Linked DNA regions of Mus musculus: region 1 is linked to region 2. Evidence: chromatin contacts called from public Hi-C data. All regions are on one chromosome and are shown on one strand. The core of a region is the stretch at or near the end of the contact, and the rest is flanking DNA. Distances in the headings are between cores, read along the strand shown.

The links. Hi-C and Micro-C count contacts between places; a contact is called where the count stands out from the background.
Region 1: a contact with region 2 is called in a Hi-C map of bone marrow-derived macrophages, with 21 read pairs. The contact joins two enhancer-like sites. A contact is called at or near these places in 1 of 484 Hi-C or Micro-C datasets (bone marrow-derived macrophages) and 2 of 9 other capture datasets (adipose tissue and liver).

What each region holds. Positions count from the first base shown.
Region 1 is chr3:108,956,765-108,959,464 of GRCm38.p6, forward strand. It overlaps Henmt1 (HEN1 methyltransferase homolog 1 (Arabidopsis)), which reads left to right. Exons shown (of 8, transcript NM_025723.2): 6 at 851-1,030; 7 at 1,778-1,955. Among named protein-coding and RNA genes, the nearest start is that of Henmt1, 18 kb to the left of the region's middle. Within about 2 kb of position 1,432, at least 19 of the 459 cell types and tissues checked have an H3K27ac peak or open chromatin away from gene starts, as enhancers often do. A contact at or near this core is called in bone marrow-derived macrophages, where this site is marked.
Region 2 is chr3:108,679,184-108,681,883 of GRCm38.p6, forward strand. Gpsm2 (G-protein signalling modulator 2 (AGS3-like, C. elegans)) reads right to left here. Exons shown (of 15, transcript NM_029522.2): 15 at 1-620. The coding sequence ends at 396. Among named protein-coding and RNA genes, the nearest start is that of Clcc1, 27 kb to the left of the region's middle. Within about 2 kb of position 1,433, at least 7 of the 459 cell types and tissues checked have an H3K27ac peak or open chromatin away from gene starts, as enhancers often do. A contact at or near this core is called in bone marrow-derived macrophages, where this site is marked.

The DNA of each region.
Region 1 (2,700 bases), core at 182-2,681, 280 kb after region 2:
CTATAATCCTCGTCTCACAGTGATGCATGTGATCATGTTGTATAACCCTCATCTCACTCTCGCAGCCCAGTTGTTCTGATCTCCACCTCCCAGTGTTGGGGTTACAGATGTGTGTTCCAAGGCCAGATTGTGTCTGTGAGGACAGGGGATCTGAACTGAGGTCCAAGCATGTCCACAAGTGTGTGTGAGTTCAGGTGCCTCTGGAAGCTGGAAGAAGGTGTGAGCTACCCTGGGTCTGGAGTTACAGGTGGCCGTTTGTCACCTGACACGGGTTCTAGAAACCAAACTCGGATCCCCTGTAAGAGCGATATGTGCTCAGAATTGCTGCACTCTCTCTGCAGCTGCCTGGGAATGCATTTTTGAATAGCGCATATAGCAGTAATGTTGTGTTCTTGGGGCAAATCAAGGACTATACAAACTCAGATGCTTTGAAAAAGGAATACCAGCCGCGCAAGGTGGCACATGCCTTTAATCCCAGCCCTCAGGAGGCAGAGGCAGGCAGATTTTTGAGTTCGAGGCCAGCCTGGTCTACAAAGTGAGATCCAGGACAGCCAGGGCTATACAGAGAAACCCTGTCTCGAAAAACTATTTAAATAAATAAATAAATAAGGAGTACTGCTATGAGTTCTATAGAATGCAGCAGAAATCTTAGTTGGCGGATCATCCTGAACGGAGCTGGGAGTGGGAAGGGTTCAGACATAAAAACAATTGTTCATGGGTTCAGGACTGTTGCATTATCAAAGGACTGAGAAATCAATATTCAGGTAGGAATTATTTTTACTCATTACATTAATATTCAACCAGGGAAGTGAAGCCACATTAATTTCATCTTTGTTATTAACCACTTTAGAATAGAACACTTGGATTCAGATGATCTGGCCAGATTTCCTGATGTGGTTTTTGGATACCTGTCACCAGCCATGGTTGTCATCAGCACCCCAAATGCTGAATTCAACCCCCTGTTTCCTACAGTCACCCTGAGGGACGCCGACCATAAATTTGAGTGGAGCAGAATGGAGTTTCAGACCTGGTAAGTTCAGAAGGTTTTTTGTTTGTTTGGTTGTTTGTTTGTTTTGGTTGGAACCCTGTTATAGGAAATAAGCTTTGATATGTCTGTCTTACCTAAGCTGTTTCTTACTTCATTCCAGCAAGGTCTCCATGTGTGACTTACAAGGTAGTGAGAGCACAAGGAAAGCCGCAGGAGGAGAGTGTGTGCCTACTAGATGTCTTTAAGAGGCACTGCAGTGTTGGCATAGGATGAGGGCCAAAATGGGGAAGGTCTGGGCTGTGAGGGGTGACTTCTTGGTTTGTGCACTATTTTTTTTTTTTTTTTTTTTTTGGTAAATTCCAAATGTGCATAGTTTAGGCTGAAGTCTTTGAGATCTCCTCACCCACCCCTACTCTCTGTCTGACCCATAGCTTCCCTTTCTTCTTCCTATAGTGACTCAGAAGCTGAAAATGTGCCTTTGTTCCCTACAGAAAGTGAAATATCCTGTGCATGCACAGGGATCTGTAACTTTAGATCTTTTTTTATTTGAGGTGGTCTCTCCTTATATAGCTCAGGCTAGCTTTAAACTCCCAACCCTCTGCTTCTTCAGTCTGAGTGGCCTGATAGGCACCCACCACCATGCCTGGCTTAGAAATTCTCTGATTCGTCATATTTCCGTGTTTCCTAACACCGCTGACAAGAAGGCGCTTAGGAATCGTTTGTTTGATAAACTGTTTGGCCATACCTGTATGTTCAGAGAAGTGGTTTCACTCTGTTGTTTGATTTCAGGGCTTTACACGTGGCAAACTGCTACAATTACCGTGTGGAGTTTACTGGGGTAGGGACACCGCCAGCTGGATCTGAGCATGTTGGATATTGTACCCAGATAGGTGTCTTTACAAAGAATGGCGGGAAGCTCTCTAAACCTTCGGTTTCCCAGCAGTGTGACCAGCACGTTTATAAACCTGTGAGTATTCTCCTGAGCTAGCTGTCAGGGAGAGGAGTCTGTGGGTCAGTGTGACGGACAGTGGGGATGAGGGCAACTTCTATGAAGACTACCACTGCTCCTCCCTCCCTCCGTCCTTCCCTCCTTCCCTCCCTCCTCCCTTCTTCCCTCCGTCTTCCTTCCCTCCCTCATTCCTTTCCTCTACTTCTCCTTTTCTCTTTCCTTCTTCTTCTCCCCCTTTCTTCTTCTTTTGGTACTGGTTCACAAAGTAGAAAGGGGTATAAATGGTTGTTTTGTTTTGTTTTTAATTTTTATTTCTCTCTGTCTTCTCTCCCTTTCTGTCTTTCTTTTTTGACAGGGTCTCACTCTGTACCCCCAGCTGGCCTAGACTTGCTATGTAGACCAGACTGGCCTTGAACACATACAGATCTCCTATCTCTACTTCTCATGTGCCAGGATTAAAATCGTGCATCACCACACCTGGCTAAATGACCTAATTTTGAGGTTCCTCATAGAAAGATCCTTCAGGCTGGATGAGTGTTGGCCGGGTTGGCCTATGGCACACTTTCAGAGTGCCTGGCCCCTCATCTTATCTTTCAAAAGAATACATTCTTCATTTGGTGGAATCATTTTCATTTACTCTTAATTTTTCTTTTGCTTGTGTTTCACTTCATTGTCTGGAGTGGCCTGGCTCTCTTGGCTCAGCAGCTGTCCTGCCTGAGCCTCTCAGGGAGCTGGGGTTAGAGGTGAGCATCACTGCTTCTCG
Region 2 (2,700 bases), core at 183-2,682:
TTTCATCTTTTTTACATAGGACATTTACATTATTTCCAATAAACAATGCAATCTGCTATATTCATGGGCAGGTACAAAAAGTCCCTGTCAACTAGCTCCTTAAAGATGGCCTCTGTAAGAAAAGACTGAGTTCTAATGTAGGAGTCATTTAAATCCCTATTACACAAACCCTAGCCAAGGAATCTAGTCACGCACACAGAATCTCAAGGTCAGTTAAGCTGACGGAGCACCTTACAGGACGTTCTGCCCTGAGACAGAAGAATGTCAGTCCCTCAGTACTCAACATTCACACCCTAAAAATGTGGTGACTGCTACAGTGGCGAGCTCCCTGCAGTGTCCTGAGGGGACCAGTCCTTTTCTTCAGTAGGTTACCACACCATCCTGTGGTTTGCTAGTTATTTTCCCGAATGCTTAAATTCCAACAAAGCGTTATTTTGCAAAAGTTCCTTTAGTCCAAACTCACTGTCTCTGTTTGGATCTCTTTGCAGCAGAACTCTCTGCTCATCCATTCTTTTAGCTTGAGAGCGTAAGATGAGGCTAAAGAAGTCCTCATCCGGGACAGTCGGCCCCTTAGTGGCAGCAGATGGAGGAGCACATCTTTGATCATCTAATCTTGACCCCTAAAGATGGAGACAAATTGAAACATAACAGTCAGAAAGGAGAATGCCAAGCTGTATCATCTGTTCGAAGTTAGATCCATAAGCATTTCTTTTAGCTTTTTTCAGAAAGTTGTCTTCAGACCCGAAACTTGATAGAATGGGACTAAAGCAAGTAGTATGGAGAAATGGGCTTCGTAAGTATATTATACTACTACAGCTGGTCACAAATGATTTGACACTAAAATGTCAGGTATGACAGTTTCAAAATTAAAATCTTCTCTTTATAATGTGTTTCTAGAATGGCCTAGGCCAGGGGGCCAACAAATTATAATCTACTGCCTATGTTTGAAGCTGTTTGCACAAATGATTCAAATGGCAACCCAGAAGGGTTTTTTGGTTTTTGTTTTTTGTATTTTTTTTTGGTTTTTCGAGACAGGGTTTCTCTGTGTAGCCCTGGCTGTCCTCAAACTCAGAAATCTGCCTGCCTCAGCTTCTCAAGGGCTGGGATCAAAGGCGAGTGCCACCACGGCCCAGCAGAGGGTTTTTTTTCCTAAAAAAACAGCAGTTGTATACAAAACAGATGTTCCCCAAGTCACTACCTATTCTGACCACCCACTAGCCCTTCAACCTTTACTTTTTCTTCATAGTACCACTGCCACACTGTCTCTTGCTTGCCTGTGGAGAGCCTTTTGGGGTGCCGCTTGGCAGGAGTCTGACACTGGCCAAGGACAAGGAAATGGGCTTCAGGCAGGAATCTGACATTGCCCATGACAGGGACATAAGCTCAGGCAGGAACTGGCATTAGGATATGCTAAGGAAGTAAGTTTCTGCAAGAATCTAACTTTAGGCTATAATGGGGAAGTAGGGTAAGGCAGGAATTTTAATCTTCGGGTGCAACAAAAGAAGTAGGCTTCAGGCAAGATTTTGGGCTTGGACAAGGAAGTGGGCCCAAGTATTTCGGTCATTCTGACAAGCTCTTTTAAACAACTGTCACGGGAGTATCACGGGACTTTGCCCACTGCCTTGCTAGTTCCTTATTGTACTGCTCACCCTTAATACTTGCATGTAACTAAAATGGTATAAAAAATGGACTGGGAAAATTAAATTTGCCTTCAGTCTCAGAATTGACTGGGGTCATGCTACAAAACTGTCTTTTTTTCTTTTTAATCCTCACTCCCGCGCTGGAGAACCTGTTGACTGAGCGGGCTTGGTCGCTTGCTCTTTGTACACACTTTTGACTTTCCACTTAGATGCATGATGCAAGAGCATCCTGGTGCCCCAAATCGTCCCTGTAACAAAGGCATTTAGTGGCCTTCTGAATGACAGGCAAGTAAATAATGCCTGATCCACAAAGAGCCCTGTGGGACAGTAGACCATGCCAGGAAACGTGGGATGGTTGAGCGGGTTCAGAGTCCCCAACACCCAGGCACCTACCTGAGACTGTAGGGGTGTCCCTCCTCCCTATTGGATTCCTGGCCTAGAACATGTGCCACACCTCTCACACGTGAACCAAAACAGTTCTCCATGCTAATGAGGTACCTAGAGACCCTGAGGGTTTACCCAATAGGCTTCCCTCCCTAGACACTCCTCCTTGCAAAAGGTATTTAATTTCTGGCCCACCCTGAGGAGTTGGTTTGGTACGGTATGTACCCATTTTCCACACTGAACAGTCAATAAACATGGATAAACGTGGACTGTCTATCTGCTGTGGGGAGCATGGAGAAAGCCTTTGATACCAAGCCACATCCTGCAGAAGGCCTCTGTGCTCCCAGACAACCACTGCTAAGCTAAGGACTTTCACCAGTGAACTAAGCTGGAGCTCCCACCCTCAGCATCCTCAGCCTGCAGGCCTCCAATTCTGTTTCTAACCCTTGAGATCCAGCAGCGCCTGGATGTCCAAGAGTTTGGGAGCATCCAGTCCTGGCCAGCCTCTTCGTGGCCTGAGGACTTCATTCCCAGCTTTTCTGCAGTTTCCCAGCAGTGACTGGATACCCAGGAGTCAAGGAACCCCAAGCTTTGGCCTCCCATATCCTAGGCTGCGTTTTCCCACCCCTTGAGTGGTGTCTTGGCACCTCCCTAAAGGCCAGCACCCAACAGCAGC